3 separate regions of the Anser cygnoides genome follow, and all the other regions are linked to region 1. Evidence: chromatin contacts called from public Hi-C data. All regions are on one chromosome and are shown on one strand. The core of a region is the stretch at or near the end of the contact, and the rest is flanking DNA. Distances in the headings are between cores, read along the strand shown.

Region 1 (3,751 bases), core at 845-3,344:
AGCAAAAGGCAGATCACTGGGGGTGCACAGGCAATGGGAGCTGGTACCTGCGGCACCACCGGCCTTCCGTGGGCCCGCGGCGCACACGCAGTCCTTCTTGAAACAGCTGCGGTTTAAAAGGTCACGGTGTAAAGTCATCCAATTAAAATAGTAATAAAAGAGTAAACATTAACTCACAATTTTTCCTTAGGTCTTTCTTACTTCCAGTTGCTATCATTTCTCCCAGAGTCGGCTGCACCTTACGAATCTGCAAGTTTATCTTGATTGAAAATCTTCGACTTCTCAGTTTTCAATGTAAGAAAACTCATGTCCTCCCATTCCAAAATGCCTACACCTAGCTCTCAAAACTCCCACGGTACCATGACTACAGCAATTATCTATTATCCATATTATTGCCACTACCGGGACAGAAGTACACTGAGACATGGTAAAGCTGTCCCAATAAAGGAAGCTCACTTTTTCACACTTCAACAAACACCAAGTTTTTGTAGCATGCAAAGAAGATGAAGATAAACTCCTGGTATAGACTGGCACACATTATCTACCTGATGGGCTCTTGCAAATATTCTGGATAGTCTCAATTGCTTAAGTTTCAATCATTTTTACCCAACCAGGGTTTTCAGAAAATGGAAACACGAAACACTTTTTAAAGAGAAACCGAGATAAACCTGTGCCCAAAAAACCCACTGGGCAGATCCTGGAGAACTGTCAGTTGGCCCTGCTCCACGGGAAGGAAGGCAGACCGCTCTGTTCTTGACTGATGATAAGGATGCTTTGTTTAATTTTAGGGAAAGAACTTTCATTTTCTGATTGGCGACCAGATCTCTATATTACATGACCGGGAAGCCAAAGTTTGGTTTTGCAAGTGATTTATCAAAACCAAGCCGCCTCTGTAGGATGACGGAAGGGAAAACAAGCACGCAATGGTCAACAGCAGTTTGTTAAAATGCAACTTAACTTCTGCGAGCACATCCTGTGCCACCCACCCATCCTGAACCAGCCCCAGAAGCACGGCAATGGGAGAGGCAATCTTGTAGGCTCAACAGCCTTTTAGGGAAAAGTTTGCTAATGGTTTGAAGCCAGTGTTGGAGGCAGCTTCCCAGCTCATCTGAGAGATGAAAGTCAGGCCAACTCCAAGGACCATCTAGATCCTATACAAGAACAAGCTCCAAGAAAGGCAATACAAATAAAAATCCAGCAATACTGTCAAAAAGACAGCATCAAGACAGGGAGATCAAACAACAAATTGCTTGCTGTGTTCTTGTTTCTTATCTCAGAGAAATCCTGGGGGATAACGCGCGTCCACTGCAAGTGCCACAGCAGGCATCTGCATGCTGGCAATGCTGCTCCAGTTTGCCCTATAGAGCACAGACAGAGCTCTTTAATTGTGTTTATTGGCCTGGAATAGGACATCTAAGCAGAAACTGTAATATTTGGCACATAGTTCTCTGTATTCAAAGAGTTAAGCTATGTCCTATAAAGATAAAAATCTCCACTTTTATTATTTTGTAAGGCTGCCTAACAAATGAGGATCCAGCTGTAATTGTAACATTCCAAGCTCTGAAGGCGCCAAGTTTTACTAACTATAATTTAACTGGTCCAGTTGATGCAGTCCAAATTCTTGTTTGGATAATCAGCCTTTGTTTAAATATGTACAAAAAAAAAAGCACAGGCCAGCATTAGCCTCTAGGCATGTCATGTGAGCTTATTACCCCGAAGCTTGCAGTAGCAGACACTCATGCACAAGAGGAGGATTATTTTGCTAGTATTACTGTTACGGTAACATATAATCAGACCTTCTTCCCTCTGACCCCCCCACTCTTTTTCTCTTTTTTTTTTTTCCCCTCCACAATTCACAAGTCTTCTTTCCAAGTTCAAATAAAGTTTAAAGGTGAAAAGGTCGAGAAAGTTTCATGACTGGCTGTTGAAAGAGGGAGAAATAACCAGGGTCTCCAAGTTTGCGTATACTAAAAGCTCAACAATTTTATATTTTGCTGCAATTCATAACTGTACAAATCCCTTTTGTTGGATCTGTTTGGACTGAAATTAAACACTTGTTAATAATTTATAACTTAATATAATTAGAAAATAATACTAACTGTCAAGCAACTATATTCAATACATAAAGCAACTTGAGTGGCTTATTAGCTTATTTGTCAAAGCAACAATTTCTATATATTTCAGCTCATTTCTACTGGGAAGAGCAGTTAAAGAGCCACCCAGCTTGCTTGGAAATCATTTATCCACCAGCTGGGAGCAATTCCCAAATTGCTGCACCTCACCCACATCCAACTGATGCTGGCTCGCTTTGAAAGCAGCTGAAAGCTGCCTCGGGAGGTGCGTGAGCAGCACGGGAGGGGGACGGCCGCAGCACCGCGCCGCTGCGCACACAGAGCTGCAGCCCCCAGCAACGCGCTGCGCAGCGCTCGCTCCAAGTTTTGTATCTCAATGAAAGTAAATCGGTGTTTGGCCAACAAACTTTGGCCTGTCAAAAGGAGCCGTTTAAGAAACAGAAAGCTCTTCGTGCCTTATATATGCCAGTAATGCGCTGTAAAAGCACCAGGGCTGGGCACAAGGCTGCCTGCTGGTTCAGAAGGTGCTACCTTCTCCATTGCTAAACACAAACAAGAAATACTCTGTTGTTTTTTTTTGATTTCTCTCTCTTTTTTTTTTTCTGGTGGTGCTGGTGGTTGTTTTTTTTTATTATTTTTTTTTTCCTTTCTTTCTTTCCTTTTTTTTTTTTTTTTTTTTTTTCCTGAGGAGTAAAACTGACTTCTAGACTGTCACGGTTTCCAGTTCTCCTGGAAAGCAGAGAGTGCTGCTGCTGACCATGCTGGGCAGTTTGGGTATTTGTATTTCCTAAGTACCAAAACGTTAAAATATTCCCCAAATACTTACAGGTCCCATAAATCATTAATGTTGTTGCAAGAAACCTACTATGTTAAGGTGAAACAAAGCAAATTCAACTGCGTATGTTGAGCCAGAACCTCACCTGATCCATGTAATCTCACTGCAGTCATGTCAATGTTCATCAGCTGGAGGATCTAGTCCATTCAAGATAAAAGTTGCTTCATAAATGTTCATAACAACTGATAAGCTAACAGCTATGATCCTGTGACACCAAAAATCACTTTTATCTTTTTTAAATCACTTTCCTGTACTTGTGTGCACCTATGCCAACTCTATTGTTGTTGCACATTAACGATGTCAGAAAATGTCAGATTTAAGTACATAAAACAAGAAAGTTCAGATTCCAAAATTAGTATCTGGTCTCAACTCAGCCAGGTCTGTCCAGATGCTGTGATTGTGTAAATTGATTTGAAGTCTGTGATGCCAGAACAACTTCCATTAGGTAGTGGTCTGCTCACTTGTTTTCATCTATCTACCTGATTTCATTTCTAATTTTGCTTACTAAGTAAGTCTCATCTTTTCATTCCTTTCAGCTCCTCCTCCTCCTCTTGATTTTGTTTTTGTGTCCCACTGCCTGCAAACTGAAAGCTGGGCACGTCTGGTCATAAAGCAGCCCCCCGAACGGCTTCCAGGAATCACCTCTTTTCCTCTTTACAGTTTCCCCTTCCTAAACCTACTCGGTTTTGTTGTCTTATTTTGCTTGTATTCATTATCCATCTTTCTGAAATATTTCAAGGAAGGGGATTAAGACTTCACAAACTGTACATAATTTATTAGTATTTATTAAAAAATTAAAAAATGTTTCTTATGCCTCACTGAGAAATCAAATGGTACCTGCTGA
Region 2 (3,389 bases), core at 462-2,961, 130 kb after region 1:
TTTTATTCCACAAATACTCAAAGGGAAAATGGATTAACTTGAGGACAGAAGTGAAGAAAGCAAACAACAATGGGCTTTGTTGTTGCAGGCAGGGCGCAGGCGGCCCTGTCAGCCGCGCGGGGCTGTATTCCCCAGCCAGCCATCATTAACAGGCTCACTTCCACCAGCAAAAAAAGGGAGGCCTGAAAGTGCCGGACAAAAGAAATCCCAGCAGACAGAGAAAAAACAAATTAAAAGCACCATTATAAAACACAGATGCTCTAAGGAAAATAAACTTCACAAGATTTACTGGTTTGTGACAAAGCTGGACATCTGTGGAAAAGACATCAGTGGGAGCTCCCAGGTAAGGCCTTGCCCGGCACAAGGCCTCGCCGCCGCGCCTCGGCCCGGTGCCTCTGCCCTCACGGCACCGCGACCGATGTGAAGGGACACCAAGCATCCCTGGCCACCTCCGAGGTGCCCTCACCACCACAGTGTTTGGTTGTTGACAGCTCCAGCTTTTCTTTAGGATTACGGGGGAGTGTTATTACCCCAACCGTTGTTAAACTGTAATATACTCTGAAGGCGTGAGTGTGAGATTTAAACGCATCAAATCACACGTTTCTAAGTTTTAGAAGTGTTTTTTTGGATATGAAACTAAAGCTACACTTCAGAGTAAACATGCTAGACTTACTAGTTTTAGACTTACTAACGTTTTAGCATTCAATCAACTGAAAGAAATTAATGCAGTAAACTCCTCTGATCAACTAAGAGCCTGGGTGAATTCAGGCCGGATTTGAAATCAGTCAGCAATTCAACAGAGCACTTTGGGATACTGCTATCAGAGATGGTCTCTTAGGTGAGAGGAGGAGAAACATCCCAATTTTTGCAGCTATTGATGACATAAATACATCAAAAAGCAGCACGGCAGGTACCTATGGCTCCGGCAGCACGCAAGCAGCAGTGTGAAGACACTTCACTGATTCCTGAAAGAACTGCGTTGATGGAGCTGCACTGCCAGCTCTGCCCTGGTCTTCAGTTCATGGTGCCACACTAATGTGACCAAATTACTAAAAAGTATTCAAACCCAGCTCGAATACATCTGTACCACAGCCCTGCACACGGGCAGGAGCATCAGCCAATCTGGTGGAAAGGTTTCATTCATAATTCAGCTTAAAACCAAAACTATACTCCATAACACGTAAGGGATGCAAACAGCAACCTATCACCAAACTGAAATTAAATAAATTTACCCACTAAATTTCCCCTGGCAGTTTCAACTGTACTTTTCTTCTTTCCAGTGTTGTGAGATACCCCTGCATGCTGAACTTTCACCCTGTTACTAAGCAAGGCAAACAGGACTTGGCCCAGACAGAGTTTTCTGGTAGGAAAATAATGATCAGAAGCATTTTAGTTTCTCTATACACTTTACATGAAAAACTAAAGTGGTATTGAGCACCTCTCAGCTGGATAGTAAAATGATTCTGTGTTGATTTTTTTTGTTTCTTTTCTTCCATTACTCCAATACAAAAAGCTCAGTAATGCAATGTCATTAAAATTCAAAACCCACTTGATGAGCTTTTGTATCTTACAGTCTTAACAGACTACATTTCAAAGCGTACCACGTAGACTAATGACATTAGCACTACATATAAACATCTTTAATTTGGTAAATAAAAATGCAGTAACTTGAGGCTATGCAATCTTGTGCAAACCGAGTTCTAAGAAAACAAGCAGTGCTTGGCCGTTACTTCTGTTTAAGTGCAACACTGACGATTCCTCAACTAAACATTCACTGATCATATAATGCAAGGGAAATAAAATCCTTTCTAACTGGCAAACAGAAAATGGCAGGAAAAACAAAAGTGCCGTGTATGTGGTAGTTTATTTTGCTTTGCTTTTGATTCAATACAAGAAGTTTCACGGATGAGAATGGAAAGCTTCCCAGCTACAGTTCCAAGACTTTCACCCTCCTTTCTGACCTTTTCTCAGACATGTTCCAGTATAATCTGTAATCTACTACAGTCGGAAGAGGAAACAGCAGCGCCCTGGTGAGAAACGCTGCCTTGTGACCTGCATAGAGAACCCTGCGGAAGCAATGCTGGCGTGCAGACGTCGTTTGGAAGAGCCTGACAGACAAACCCAACAGTGTCCAGAGAGGCACGCTCAGAGGCAGCACTAGTTACTGCCCAAGTGGGTTTCTTCTTTAATGTTTTGTTTCGTTCAGTCGAACGCATTTTTACACATTCTCCCAGAAGAAGTCGGGAAGCTTTAATTATTTTACTTATCAATCACTTCCAAATCAAAGTTACACTGCAATTTCCTTGAATTGTATCCTACCAAAATTAGCTTCATTTCACACCCATATCACCAATATTTCAAACACAATTAAACCCATTAAAGAATGAATACTATGTATTAGCTACAGCATGTATGCACACAGGATTTAGCTACTTAGAGCAAATTTTTCTCTCAGCTAAACTGGTGCAAGTCCAAAACCTATCACTAACTTGATTCCATTCAAATTGATGGGAGAAAATACTGCAGCCGTTTGTTTTCATAATGTTGAAAACTGCTTGATATTGAACCTTTCGAAACACAGCTGCACTAAATCTCATGACTATCCTAAGAAAGCAGAACTTTCTTTTCGCATACAGGCGAGGCATGTGATAGTGACAGGCAAGCTCCGAAGTCAGAACGCTGCTGAGGCATGCAAGCACCAGTCCAAGTGGCTCAGACACAGATGAGGCAGTGTCCTCTGCCCTCTCACCCAAGCTCCTTGAACTTCAGCCCTTCCAACTTCTCATCAGTGCCTTCCTCTCAAAATCTGAACATTTGCTCAAAACATTCCCTTCCTCCGCCTGAAGTTTCTCTTTTCTTTGACTACCTTCTGTTTTGAAACTTTGTCCTTCAGTTATGAAGTGTCCCGCTGATACTCAGAAATCTCCTCTTGGCCATGGCAAGGGTTAGGAGAAGGACCTGCCATGACCCCTTTGCTGCCCGTTATCGCTAACTGTCCAGAAATGGATTATGAAAGCACACTTCTAACCTTAAGCTCTATCTGAGATTTGAACTTGTCATTTACTTCTACAATTAATTGATGTATGGCTAGACTTTTTGCCTACCTCCATGTGTATTTCTTCTTTTCCTGCATGGAAAAGACATGGCGTGTGCGGACCAGAGGAGTCAAAGAGCAGAAGAAGCCACTTGCAGCAGAACAGCGACAGTGTCCCAGGCCCCGCACCACCTCTCCCCAGCAGCTGCGAGGACATCCATAATCTTAACTGCCTTGTGTAAAAAATGTCTCCTCGAAAATCTGAAACAAATGTCTGCTCCTTCCCTTGCTACTTCCCCTCCCCATTTTGTACAGATACCGGTTTCTTATGTTGAAGTTGCTCAAAGACCTGCAT
Region 3 (3,794 bases), core at 968-3,467, 200 kb after region 1:
TGTCTTCATCCCTAGAGAATAATGGATGGAGAATATATCAATAGGAGGAGTGGAAGGGCCAGAGAAACTGAGCAGGCACTAGTTATCAGACACAAAGATGATGCCACATGTATGATGTTATCTGTGATAATCTTTACTTAGGGCCCAGGGGTGGGAAGGATATTCTTTATAGAGAAGAAAGTATCCATCAGGCCATATTCATAATCATCAACGTTCCACTAAGTAAGCATTTTTGGAGGAGGGCTCTAGGAGCACTGATGTAATAGAAATCAATGAAATTCAGCTTTTCTGCATCTGTTCTTTAGAGCAAAGTAGGAAGAAAAGCCTGTGTATCACTTTCATTTCTCATTGCTCTATCACATATAGTACCCAGCAAAAGGCCCTGAAGGAAATGTTACATGAACCCTTAACTAGTTAAAAATCTCTTTAAAATCCACACCTTAACATTCCCAACCACCAGAAAGAAACACATTTTTATTATAGGCATCAAATGAATTTTTGAGGCTTGGTCATATGAGCACTTAAAACAGTGCAGGTTACCAAATCGCCCTTTGCCTTTATCTACCCCTTGATGCAAATCTTTTCTTAATGAAACTGAGCTGGCTCGGAGCGGAGGCACGAACGAGGAGGGAGTGCCATACAACACTCACAGCCACGGGTTCTTTGCAGACTGAAGTTAGGGCTTTCCTTAGCTGACACGTGAAAATAAGACGACCTCACCGGGTAGATTAAAGGATATCCTGGCAATTTTTCTATGACTATGTACAGTGTATTTTCCACTCCAGTTTAAGCAACTGTCTTAAATTCAAACGCCAAGACTGGAACACCTGTACGCTGACTTTTTCTTACGAGGCACCAATAAAATCTGCTGGCTGGCTGCCATTCAAGCAAATCAGCACATTTCCATCTAATCACATGCAAAAAAGATCAGAACTATGTCAGGTTTGCTCACTTAGCTCTAAAAAATGAGGAAATGCAGGAGTTAAACATTCCAACGGCAGCACGAACTTGACCATGTTCTACATCCTGAATATTTTATGGTATATTTATTACAACAATATATTAAGCTATACATTCAACCACAAAAACAAAAACAGAAAGACAAATACTACTCATGTGCAACACAGCTGCATTAGCATTGCTAAGGAACACCAAACTTCACAATTCCTGACACTGTTTTTAATTGTGCATTCTGCATTTAATTTCTATGTGTAAATAGTCAACAAAATGGGCAAGAGCTGCTTCTTAATTATGTTTACATCTTAGCTGTCTCAGTGCGGTTCTAGGGCCCCCATGCTACTCAGCTGATACGAATGAAGATGTGATTTCCACACCATCACCAAGGCCTTTCTTTAAAACATTTTCTTTTCCTACACAGTAGCTTACAGAGTAAAAGAAACATCTTCAAAGATCTAGTGATCCCCATTTAGTATTTTTGACCTTTTAAGCCATCACTTCTGACCAAAAGCAGTCAGATAACACAGCTGAGAATCTCCTCCATGAAGAACCAACTCCCCGGGCAGCGCTGACATCCTCACTGCTGCACTGCATCGGGATGGCTCCAGACGGGACACGGGCTGACCACTCTGCAGAGCAGGGATGCTCCAGTGATGGAAACAAAACGACCTATAAGCCCTTTTGCCAAGCTTCCTTTTCAGGGATTTCTACTTTTCCAATTTAAACTGACACTGCCCTCTTCTAAATTAAAAAAAGAGAAGAGTTTAGCTGCTGGCCGGTTGGCTGACTGTCAGAACCCAAAGCAGCTAACTAGGTGGCTCAATTACATCAAATTTCAAACACATCAGAGTAACTTAAGCCTTTAAAGATGTACTTTTAGGTTGAGGAGATTTCAGCAGACAGAAAATCTGAAAGCTTAGACAAAAGCTGTACTGCAGCCTTCAGCATGCCAGAGCATAACACCCGCTTGACAGCATAAGCTATTAAGTGAAACAACTAAGCTTCAAAAGCCTCAGAACAACCAGGCCCTGGCCCAGGAAACCCCCCCATGGAGGGGAAGGGCACGCTTTTCGCCCAGTCACACCTCCTGGGCACGGGCAAGCAGCAGCGGTGATGGGGAGAGCCGCAGCAGCTGGAGCTGTGGCAGCGCTGTGAAACAGCAGCCATGAGGGGTGCCCAGCACCGAGGGCTGCACCCGGGGCGAGAAGAAGTCTGAGAACACCCCGAGTTTGTCACGCTACAAACCAGCACAGGGGGAGAAACACAGTGTGAGTTGTGACACTTCAGGAGTTTGGGCTTTCAAATCTTTTGGTGTATTTACAAAAGCTTTGTTTTATCCTCTCTAAATTGCACTACCGCTTCACAAAAACGCACTGAAAACTGACAGTTAGGGTTAGGAGTAGGCTATCCCTGATCCTCAAATACAGTTCAGTGAATTCACTTTTAAAAACACGTCGCAGTGTCTTTTTTTTGCCTGTAACTGCAATTGGAAAAGCACAAGAATTGTAAAAATACGCTTTTCATTTAGTGGTCTTTTGTTTTAACCTAGAATAAAGCAAGGCTTGTACCCTACTTCTCTTTGGTAGAATAAAAAGGAAGAGCAAGGAACAGGAGGACACAAACACGTCTCTTCCCACGTGGCTCTCTTTACCGAACCCTCACAGATTCTTCTGCATCTTACATCCATGCATAGGAGGAAACTGACACCTATTGGCAACTTTAATATTACTGCATAATGGTGCTTCCAACTGTTACAAGAAATAGCTCCTTCTAACTAGGATTGTCTTTATACACACAGATAATACAGGAAGATAATTTAGAACTTTCTAATCGTGATCGAAAATACACCCAGAAGTTTCAGATTGCCTTTTTGAAGATAAAACTCCTGTCTTTCCAAACTATCATCATGATCTCTTAGTAATCTACACATTTTAAGAGGCTATTCTAATTGATAAGCACTAGAACTAAGCACTTGGAAAGATAAAATTTATTTTTTTCTGCTGTGAATGCTTCCTTGGTGTTTAGCACTGCAAAGGTGCATACAATCTTGCAGCAGGTAAATTACATCCTAATCCTACCTGCATCCTGTGACAGATCAGAGCAAAAGCCACCGGAAACATACCATCTTTCTGCACCATATGTCAATTACTGGGTTACAGATGTTGGGGCAGCAAAGGGACACTTACAGTAGTGGAATAGCTTTGGGAGAGCATCTTATCTGTTAGAACCAATTGCCTGCTACAAGGCAAGTAATAAGCTACAGAGGGATAAAGGGAAGCCTGAAAAAACAGTTCCTTCATGCTCAAGGTACATGAAAAAGTTCCTGCAGGCAAATACCCACCTGTAGTTATTCCACTAAAATACATTTCTGACCTGCTTGAGTTCTGGGGCCTACTAAAGTAAGGACAAATAAAAAGTAAACGTATCTGGCACTAAGGAACAACAGAAAATAAGTGTGCAAATTGCTGTCAATTTGTTTTTGAACTGCTGCTTTTACACGCAACCTGAAATGCAAAACCTCAAACTTCTGCACATACTTGTGCATAATGAACTGAAAAATACTTCAGCTACCTAGGGAAGTCAATGTAGGTGCTCTTCCCAACAGTGAGAAATTAGCTATAGTAATAAATAAATGCAAAAAAAAAAAAAAAAAGCACAATGAGCCACAGCTTCACGGAGTAACACTTGGATTTTTTTTTTTTTTGCAGCAACAGATTTCCTGAAATTTCAACTGCAGTCATAGAAACCTGCAGATGCTTTCAGGATTTAAAAGCAGAAATTAAAAAAAAAAACAACTGCTTTATCTCATGCCACCACTAGAGCAAGAAGACTGAAGC

The links. A called contact is a pair of places that touch in the nucleus more often than the background predicts.
Region 2: a Hi-C map of liver shows a contact between it and region 1, with 2.1 times the contacts expected there. The contact joins two enhancer-like sites. A contact is called at or near these places in 2 of 7 Hi-C or Micro-C datasets (granulosa cells and liver).
Region 3: a contact with region 1 is called in a Hi-C map of liver, with 1.9 times the contacts expected there. The contact joins two enhancer-like sites. A contact is called at or near these places in 2 of 7 Hi-C or Micro-C datasets (both in liver).

The regions. Positions count from the first base shown.
Region 1 is chr18:10,358,572-10,362,322 of Taihu_goose_T2T_genome, forward strand. All of the region lies in intron 23 of BCAS3 (BCAS3 microtubule associated cell migration factor), which reads right to left. Among named protein-coding and RNA genes, the nearest start is that of TBX2, 120 kb to the left of the region's middle. Within about 2 kb of position 2,095, at least 1 of the 3 cell types and tissues checked has open chromatin away from gene starts, as enhancers often do. A contact at or near this core is called in liver, where this site is marked.
Region 2 is chr18:10,489,665-10,493,053 of Taihu_goose_T2T_genome, forward strand. The region is part of intron 15 of BCAS3 (BCAS3 microtubule associated cell migration factor); the gene reads right to left. Among named protein-coding and RNA genes, the nearest start is that of BCAS3, 120 kb to the right of the region's middle. Within about 2 kb of position 1,712, at least 1 of the 3 cell types and tissues checked has open chromatin away from gene starts, as enhancers often do. A contact at or near this core is called in liver, where this site is marked.
Region 3 is chr18:10,558,489-10,562,282 of Taihu_goose_T2T_genome, forward strand. The region is part of intron 9 of BCAS3 (BCAS3 microtubule associated cell migration factor); the gene reads right to left. Among named protein-coding and RNA genes, the nearest start is that of BCAS3, 55 kb to the right of the region's middle. Within about 2 kb of position 2,218, at least 1 of the 3 cell types and tissues checked has open chromatin away from gene starts, as enhancers often do. A contact at or near this core is called in liver, where this site is marked.